Linked DNA regions of Rattus norvegicus: region 2 is linked to region 1. The links are chromatin contacts, called in public Hi-C maps. All regions are on one chromosome and are shown on one strand. Each heading gives the region's core, a stretch centred on a gene start, on an enhancer-like site or on the middle of the called end of the contact. The rest is flanking DNA. Distances are from core to core; before and after follow the strand shown.

Region 1 (4,121 bases), core at 416-2,915:
ACCACCACCACTTCTTTCTGTCTCTTCTTTCTTCTTCTTTTTTCTTTTTCCTCCTCCTCCTCTTCTTCTAGAGAAGTCCTCACTATGTGGCCCTAGTTGTCCAGGAACTCATTATGGTCTCAAACTCAGAGACCCAAAGGCCTGTACCTCTCCTCGGTGCTGGGATTAAAGGCATGTGCCACCACACCCTCTTAATCACCTTTGAAACAACAGATAATCCGTTCACTCAATAAAATTTTGGATTTCTTTCTTTTCTTCTTTTTCTTTTTGTATAATTGAGGATGGAACTCAAAAGCCTTGTATACTAGGTGAGCAAGGTACAAGTTCCTTCTCCAGGGCTGGGCATATCCAATGCTGCTGACCTAAGGCAGCCACATACTTCCTCAAATGGAAACAAGCAAAGCTGCTTTTATTTCTATGACTGGCAAAGTAGCAACTGCCTCTAAGGACCTGACAATATGCAGTCATTGCTGGTATTATCCCATTGGAGCCTCCTAACAATATTCTAAGAAACAAATTAGTGTTCCTATTTATGGAGAGGAGAGACTAACTCCCCCAAAGTCATACAGGGTACCGTGTTCCATCTCTAATAGCTACTACTGTGTTCCAAAACTGACATCTACAATAGCCCAGGTCTACTCTACTATAAATCTTATGCCCCCTCCTCCACTATTCTGAAGATTATCTGTATTTTTCCTCCCACATAGATTCAGCTATCCCAATGGCCGGCTTGCTGAAGACTCCTTACTTCTAACCATCCAAGGACCCTTAATAAGGTCCCTCCTTCCTTCTACCAAGGTGAAACTAGGCAGTGGGTGTTAGTCAATGGAGGTTAACAACACTGGTTGACCTGAAACTGGCTGGCAATTTGCATTTCAGTTTCACTGGCATTAGATTATTATTTTTTGAGTGAGGGGGTAAAGCCTATCACATCTTCCTAGACTGTCAAGAAGACAAACCAGCTACCCTAAAACCATCTTTTTGCTGTAGGAGTTACTTTTCTCCTCTCTAGGGAACGGATTATAATGACTGTATATTTTTTTCCTGACACGTGGATGAAAACCTCCAGTTTAAAAAGTTCTTCAAAGAAATGAGTCCGGTCTCCATTCCTAACAGATTTGACCCTTCTTGCCAGCAGAAGACGTGGCTCCCGGCAGTTAAGACCTGTCAAAGCTCATGTCTCAGGCATTATTTCCCAGCTTGCATACACCCAGCCTCCAATCCTTACGCTGACTAGTCCTCCCATTTAGTCTCAGGAACTTGACTAGTTACTACAGCCTCCGATCATAACCTGTCTAACTAAGTTCTCTGGAGCCCGCCGGTCTCTTGCCCCCAAGGTGGGGTTCGCGGTTCATCCACGTGTTTCCGAGAGCTGTCCGCCAGTCCCTCTAGACACCTTGAAGAACCCAATCCTGATCAGTGCTGCAGCTCCCGGGTTGGGTTTGTACTCACCCGCCTCATCTTGGTGTGGGTGCGTCCGAAGCACGTCCTGGGAGGCCGGTCGGAGAGAGCTTCAGGCTGTAGCCAAAGTCCGAGCTCAGAGCCACAGACCGAGCAGGAGGCCCGAGCAGCACGTGGAGAGTAAGATTCTTCGCAGCTGTTGCCCGTCCGCCGCCGCCCCTTCCGGGTCCGGGAGCCAAGGCTGCAGGCACCGGCCGGAGACAAGAGGCCCCGAACTCCTCCGAAACCGGAAGAGGCCGCGCGCCGCCCACCCAGCGGGAACTCCCTCAGCCACCACGCTGGTCTTCGCAGTATTTCAGTCACCCACGGAAACTCACTCTCCCGTGGGCTCTTAGTCGGGCCTAGCACCCAGTCTCTAGGAAAAGTGACTCGCTGAAGCTCCCACCTTCTCCGCTTGTCCGCAGGCGCGCCGCGGGTCAGCTCTCCCGGAGCGCACTTTCCAGACAGGCAGTTCTGCGGCCACCTAGCAGGGTGGCGTTGCCTAGCAACGACGGGGTCCTTTCTGGCTCAGTGGCGCTCGGGACCTGCGGGGATCGAACGGCCGCGGAGGGCTCTGGGAGCGGCCGAGCGACGGTGGCGAGCGCTCGGTGTGCCCGGTAACTCGACCTCCTCGCCCGGAGTAAGATGAGCGAGGCGGACCAAGCCCGGGTGGGGCCCAAGGCCGACGAACCTTCGTCGCCCGCAGAGGAGAAGGACGAAGGGGGCGGGAAGGAGGCGGCTGCCGACGCGGCCCCGGGGCCCAGCGCCTCGTTTCGCCTCATGGTGACTCGGCGGGAGCCTGCCGTGAAGCTGCAGTACGCTGTGAGCGGGTTGGAGCCGCTCTCCTGGTCTGAGGACCACCGTGTGTCTGTGTCCACGGCCCGCAGCATCGCCGTGCTAGAGCTTATCTGCGATGTGCACAACCCAGGCCAGGACCTGGTGATCCACCGCACCTCGGTACCCGCTCCTCTCAACAGCTGCCTCCTCAAGGTAAGTCACCTCCACCGGTTCTCCCGCGGACGCGCCACGGATCCCAAAGGTAGCCCGACCTGCACCTGACTCTAGGATTCCCTGCGCATCCAACTCTGAAGAATGAAAGGACTAGCATTGCCGCAGCTTTTTAAAAGCCTTGAAAGCTTTTGCGCTGTTAATAGACACCCCCCGCCCCGAGCCAGGATCCGCTATCTATTCTATTCCTTCTTGCTTGGTGGAACAACTATCGCCGTTTGTCCCGGTTTTTCTGGGACTCTTGTGACTCCACCCCCAATGACCCAACCCCTGACCTGTCTCTACCGTTGCTCCTATTGTCTGGGGCCAATTCCCAGAGGCCCTGGGCTGGCTTTGTTTTTTATACTGTATTGCAAGCGCTCTCCTCTCGCGCCACTTTTGCTTTTAGAAGAAAAACTGGTCTATTTCGTTGTCTTACCTGTTTGACAGTTTCATTGTGAACGGTCCTTGAATCTCCTTGAGTAGACAGCTCTAAATCTTTGGAAGTTGGATGAAAACTAAAACCTCGGAGAGCATCCAGTGCTTAGATTTCTAAACTCTAAATTTAGTGCCTTCAACTTCATATAACCCAAGTTTGCTCCCGAACTTTAGGGTTTCTAAAGTTTTGTTTTATAAATGTACATTTTCAAACATGGTTTACTTTAGTGAGCAATGTTTCTTTTCATAGCCTAGAAGTGCAAAAGCTTACTTTTATTTCTACTTCTGTATGTATATACAGTATGCAATCAATCAAGTTGAGTAGGTGTCCACCAAGTTCTAGGATAAATCAGAGTAGACAGCCCCTGCTCTCAAGGAACCTACATCCTTTGGCAGGTCATGAACAAATAATGTAGTCTAATAGCAAGGAGTGCTAAAAAGCTATATGTGCATATAGCGGTATGCTTACTTGAAAGTAAAGTTGTTCAATACTCTTCTAGACAGTCATTCCAAATCTAGGCAGTTAGTCACGGTACCATTTGAGTAGCCCTCATGAGCTCTTTTTAGCACACTTGATTCAAATTTCAAATACAATGTTGAATGTGGATAATGTTTTTGTTCTTTCTTTCTTTCTTTCTTTCTTCCTTCCTTTCTTTCTAATAGCATCTTGAGCTTGATAATCTTGTCTGGAATTACTACAGGCTTACAGATTTAATTAGCCAGCTTGACTGAGTGAGCCATGTAAGCTCTTCTTAAAGAACAACTGAATGAAATGATTCAAATGTACACTGATAGTGCTGTAGTACCATTTAAGTGATACACATAGGGAGGGAAACGGAAGAAAGGTGCTCTGGACAGCTGCACCCTCTGCTGAAAGGATTGCTTCAGTGGATATTCCAGTGCCCGCCAGTTAGGGAAAATCTGCACCTAGATGGTAAAAACTGACTGAGTTTGGTGAAAGGAATAGGAGTGGGGAGACACATCAGGGAAGATCACTGAGTCTGTAGCAGTCCTAAGAAATGGCAGTGTTTGGTTTATCAGGAAGCTCAGAAAGGCCACTCAAGGTGGCAAGCAAGGCATCCCGTCATAGATCTCCCATCGTAAGTGGAACAGTGTGACTGTTGCTTGAGTATTGATGGATTGCCTAGAGCTGAAGAATTCTTTCTAGAGTCAAGAAAGTGACACCAGTTTAGAGACTAGGAAGGTTAGTCCAGGAAGTTTCTTGAGTGCTGTTTCAGTTCATGAGGATAGAATGA
Region 2 (4,121 bases), core at 1,154-3,653, 210 kb before region 1:
GCACTTACTGCTTTTCCAGAGGACCCAGGTTCAGTTCCCAGAACCTATAAGGTGCCCTACAACTGCTCATAACTCCAGTTCTAGGGGATCCAATGCCCTCTTCTGATGTCCTCATGCACCAGGTATAGACACATGGTGCATATACCACATGCAGGCAAAACTTTCGTATACATTCAAAAAATCTTTTAAAAAGCACAATTGGCCAGCTGAAGTAACAAATGCCTGTAATCCCAGCATGTGTAAGGCTGAGGCAGGAGGATCACAGGTTTGGGTTACATAGTGAAGCAGCCTGGGAAAACCGTAAGTAGACACACTGCATCCCTGCAGGTCTGTGTCAAGCCTTGTCTGAGCAGCTGGACGTCTATGTTGTCTGCTTTGGCACTGACAGTGTCCACTGATGGTAGGCAAAGCCTTGGAGTTCATATTGGTTGTCAGTGCATCTTGCTCCGAGGTGAACTCAGAGTCTTGTGGAAGTGGGTATTTTTGTGTTTAATGTTGAAGGTGGAACAATGAACTCACATATACGGCATGCACTGAGGCATAGACTTTCACGTAGGCCGAAATCCATATGCGTACAATAAAAGGGAGCATTTTACAGAAATAATTCTTTTTTATTTTAATTTTATGTGCATTGGCATTTTGCCTGCACGTGTCTGTGAAGGTGTCAGATCCCCTGGAATTAGAGTCACAGGCAGTTGTTGTGAGCTGCCATGTGGGTGCTGGGCATTGAAACCAGGTCCTCTGGAAGAGCAGGCAGTACTCTTAACCATTGAGCCTCCAAAAAGAATTCTTATTTTTTCATATGGACTGCATAATAGACATCATTACTGCACCATGTTACAATCCATGAGCGTGGAGCTGGAGGAGAGCTTATTGGTTAAGAACACTTGTTTGCCTTGCAGAGGACCCAGCACTATACCGAGGCTCACAAACATCCATTGCTCTGGTTCCAGAGCATCCAGAATCCTCTTCTGACTTCCGCAGGCATCAGGCAGACATAGATGCATTAACACATGTGCTGACAAATATACTCATACACATAAATCTGTAAAGAGTCTTTATAACAGAGCTGTGGACTTGCAAAGCTTCATTACACATCTTTTTTTTTTCTTCTGGAGCTGGGGACCGAACCCAGGGCCTTGCACTTGCTAGGCAAATGCTCTACCACTGAGCTAAATCCCCAACCCCTTTATTACACATCTTTAATCCAGCCCTCAGGCATCGGAGGCAAATGGATCTCTGAGTTCCAGGCCAGTGAGGGCTGCACAGTGACAACCCTCTCCTAATCAGTAGCCATGGTGAGGACCTGGTCATATCCCAAAGTGCCCTTGACAGTTAATGGTTGTTGGGGGGCAAGGAGGACTTTATGTCCTAGTGTAAGTCACCCTCTCCTATGCTTAGGTCAGCAGCCTTAACTGAATTCAGTGGGGCACAAAATGATACCTGAGAGTGGAAGAGGGACTTGCTGACCAGAAGGGTTCAGCAACTGGGGAGAGGAATAAGGAGATGGTATGAACACAGCTCGTCATGCTTACGCATGAAATTGTTAAATGGTTTTTAAAATGCCCCAAGAGAAAATGCCTTCGATACAGGTTGAAATCTTCAGGGTCTACAGTGGTTCGCCTTGAATGAGAATGGTGTCATCTATTTAAACAGTTGTTTTCCAGTTGGTGGAGATGTTTGGAGAGGTCTAGAGGTATGGCCTTCCTGGAGTAGGTCACTGGGGTTTCAAAGTCTCCTGCTATTTCCAGTGTTCTCTCCCTCTCCCTCCCTCCCTCCTGCATGATTGGGGAGTTCAGGATGTGAGGTCTCAGAAACCTTTTCTAGCCACCATACCAGCCTGCCACAGGGGACCCGTATCCCTTTAGAACCATAAGCAGGAATAAACTCTTCCTTCTCTAGTTGTTCCTTGTCCTGGTGTTTTATCACAGAGGGAGAGGGAGAGGGGGAAGGAACTGTGACTAGAGTGGGGTAGTTAGAGGGAGGGTGTAAGCCAAGGATAAACCTCTTTTCTTTTAACACAACCTAGATTCGATTCTTGGGTTTTTCCATATGGACTCGAGACAAGTCTAAAAGGTCTCTGTGGTTGCTAAGAATTTCTGGAAAGAAAACCGGAAGCTCCTGAGCTGTTGGCGTCCTGTCGCCAAGGAGACGGGACATTCCATTTCTCTGAAAGGGGTAGTCTAGACACTCTTCCCTGTCTCAATCTGCAGCGAGGTGCCCAAATCTCTCCGAAGAACTGGCGGGGTTTAAGCGTTCGACGGAGGCTCCGCAGGTGGGCGCGCTCTGCTCCGGAGTCTGCTTTGCCACGGGGTACACCCCAGGGTCCCCGTGGTGCAGCCCGGAGCGCGCGCACGCTCGGGGCTGGGGTCCTCAGACAGCGCAGAACTCTGTGGACTTTGCAGCCAGGGTCTGATCCCGGAGACCCCCAGGATGCCTGACCCGGGGAAACCCCGGAAAGACCTCTCGCGATGGAAGAAGAAGAAGCAGCCCGTGCACCGCACGGTCAGCCAGATCTGCCCGCCGCCCCGACGGCCGCTGACGGTGGTCGACATCCGCCCGGGCATGGAGAACGAAAGGCTGGGGGTCGTGCGTGACTCCATGTTTCAGAACCCGCTCATTGTCAAGGTGAGCGCCCGGGCGCGATCGTCCCCTCCGCGGGCACCGACGCCGCCGATGGTTTCCGGCTGCTGAACCCCCTGTCCTCAGGGCCCAGGGTTTGGGCGCAGTGTTGGAAACTTGCTCTGGGGTGGAACAGGCCTGGACTCTCTGCAGTCGTAGCCGGTCCCTGAACCTCAGGAACCTCTGTGTCTCAAGTGGCACACGTTAGTGGGGTCTTTCCCCACGACTTGGAAAGACTATGGATAGAGCAATATCTACGGGGCTCGATCTACCCGCAGGGTGATAGATCTCAGGTACCCATCCTTGCCCTTGCCACCCAAGACCCACCTTCCCCAGCACCTCTGGTCTACAATGCAGCAGGTGCTCTGGGACTCTCGCGGAAGCATCACATCACCACCCTAAGTGTGTCGGGATGTGGGATCCAAACCCCTCTAGGAGACAGGGCTGGCACTCGCGTGGGAGCAGCGTTTATAGACGGATCACTTTCCCTTTCAGTGCCAGTTCCCCGCACCTTTGTTTGTTTTCCTGCCTGCCTGAAAACTACACGTGGCGGTGGACTCTTTACGCGCGGGGAGACAGAAAAAGTAAAGTTGAAGTTTAGTGGAGCAAATTTATATTGTGCCGCTAGAGGGCAGTATGCTTCTAAAAATGAGCTCGGTTTCCCAGGTTCCGGAGAGGGATGGGCGCGCTGATGGTTTCTCTGACTATAGGCAGACTTATATAATTAGAACTTTCTGGGCTAATTAAAGCTCCTCGGAGGATAGAATCTAGATACAGTGAACCCGTGCAGCAGCATTCTTAGCACTGGCCCTCTGAGTTGTCTCTACAGTGGAATAGGTCTTGCTTACTTCTTCGATTACTAATCTCAGCAGGGACCTGGGACAGACAGTTGGAATTCATTGCCTTAGGCCAAGGAGAAAATCAAGTACCGCCTATCAATGGCAGTACTAATAATTTTCCAACATTACTTCTATCTATCTATCTATCTATCTATCTATCTATCTATCTATCTATCTATCTATCTACATCCCAAATGCTGCCCTCCCCTCACCTCTGTCCTCCCTCCAAGAGTTCCTCCCTTACCCCTCCCCTCTGAGAGTGCATTCCCCGTCCCCGCTGTTATCCTCCTGACCTGGTGCATCTAGTCCAACATCGCTTTAAGCAGGTGTCACTAGTGTGCAGCTCCTTCCCACTTAAATATGAGAGGAAGGGCATTATAGAGTCACTTCCACAGTGAATTCTTGGGTAACGTTCATACCAGGTGACACATATATATGTATATCTGCATTCACTTGTATATATGTCTAGCACACACATGTGTTATATATTTCTCACTATATGTTTAGCATTTGTACGTAGATGTATAAACTACAATGCGTGTCAATACAACATGTGAATACCGCCCCTCTTCCCCTTTGCTTTCTCCCTGGCTGTAATGAATGACAGCATTTGGCCTGTAGGTGGCGCTAACTTGACAGCCTTCAGGAGGAATTCCATCC

Evidence for each region. Hi-C and Micro-C count contacts between places; a contact is called where the count stands out from the background.
Region 2: a Hi-C map of kidney shows a contact between it and region 1, with 2.9 times the contacts expected there. The contact joins the promoter of Cfap77 here to the promoter of Ddx31 in region 1. A contact is called at or near these places in 8 of 12 Hi-C or Micro-C datasets (the A7r5 cell line, Schwann cells, frontal cortex and 4 more).

What each region holds. Positions count from the first base shown.
Region 1 is chr3:32,568,540-32,572,660 of GRCr8, reverse strand. Ddx31 (DEAD-box helicase 31) reads right to left here and starts at 1,665. Exons shown (of 20, transcript NM_001107824.2): 1 at 1,453-1,665. The coding sequence starts at 1,461. Gtf3c4 (general transcription factor IIIC subunit 4) reads left to right here and starts at 1,972. Exons shown (of 5, transcript NM_001109473.1): 1 at 1,972-2,430. The coding sequence starts at 2,086.
Region 2 is chr3:32,777,543-32,781,663 of GRCr8, reverse strand. Cfap77 (cilia and flagella associated protein 77) reads left to right here and starts at 2,403. Exons shown (of 6, transcript NM_001127563.1): 1 at 2,403-2,628. The coding sequence starts at 2,434.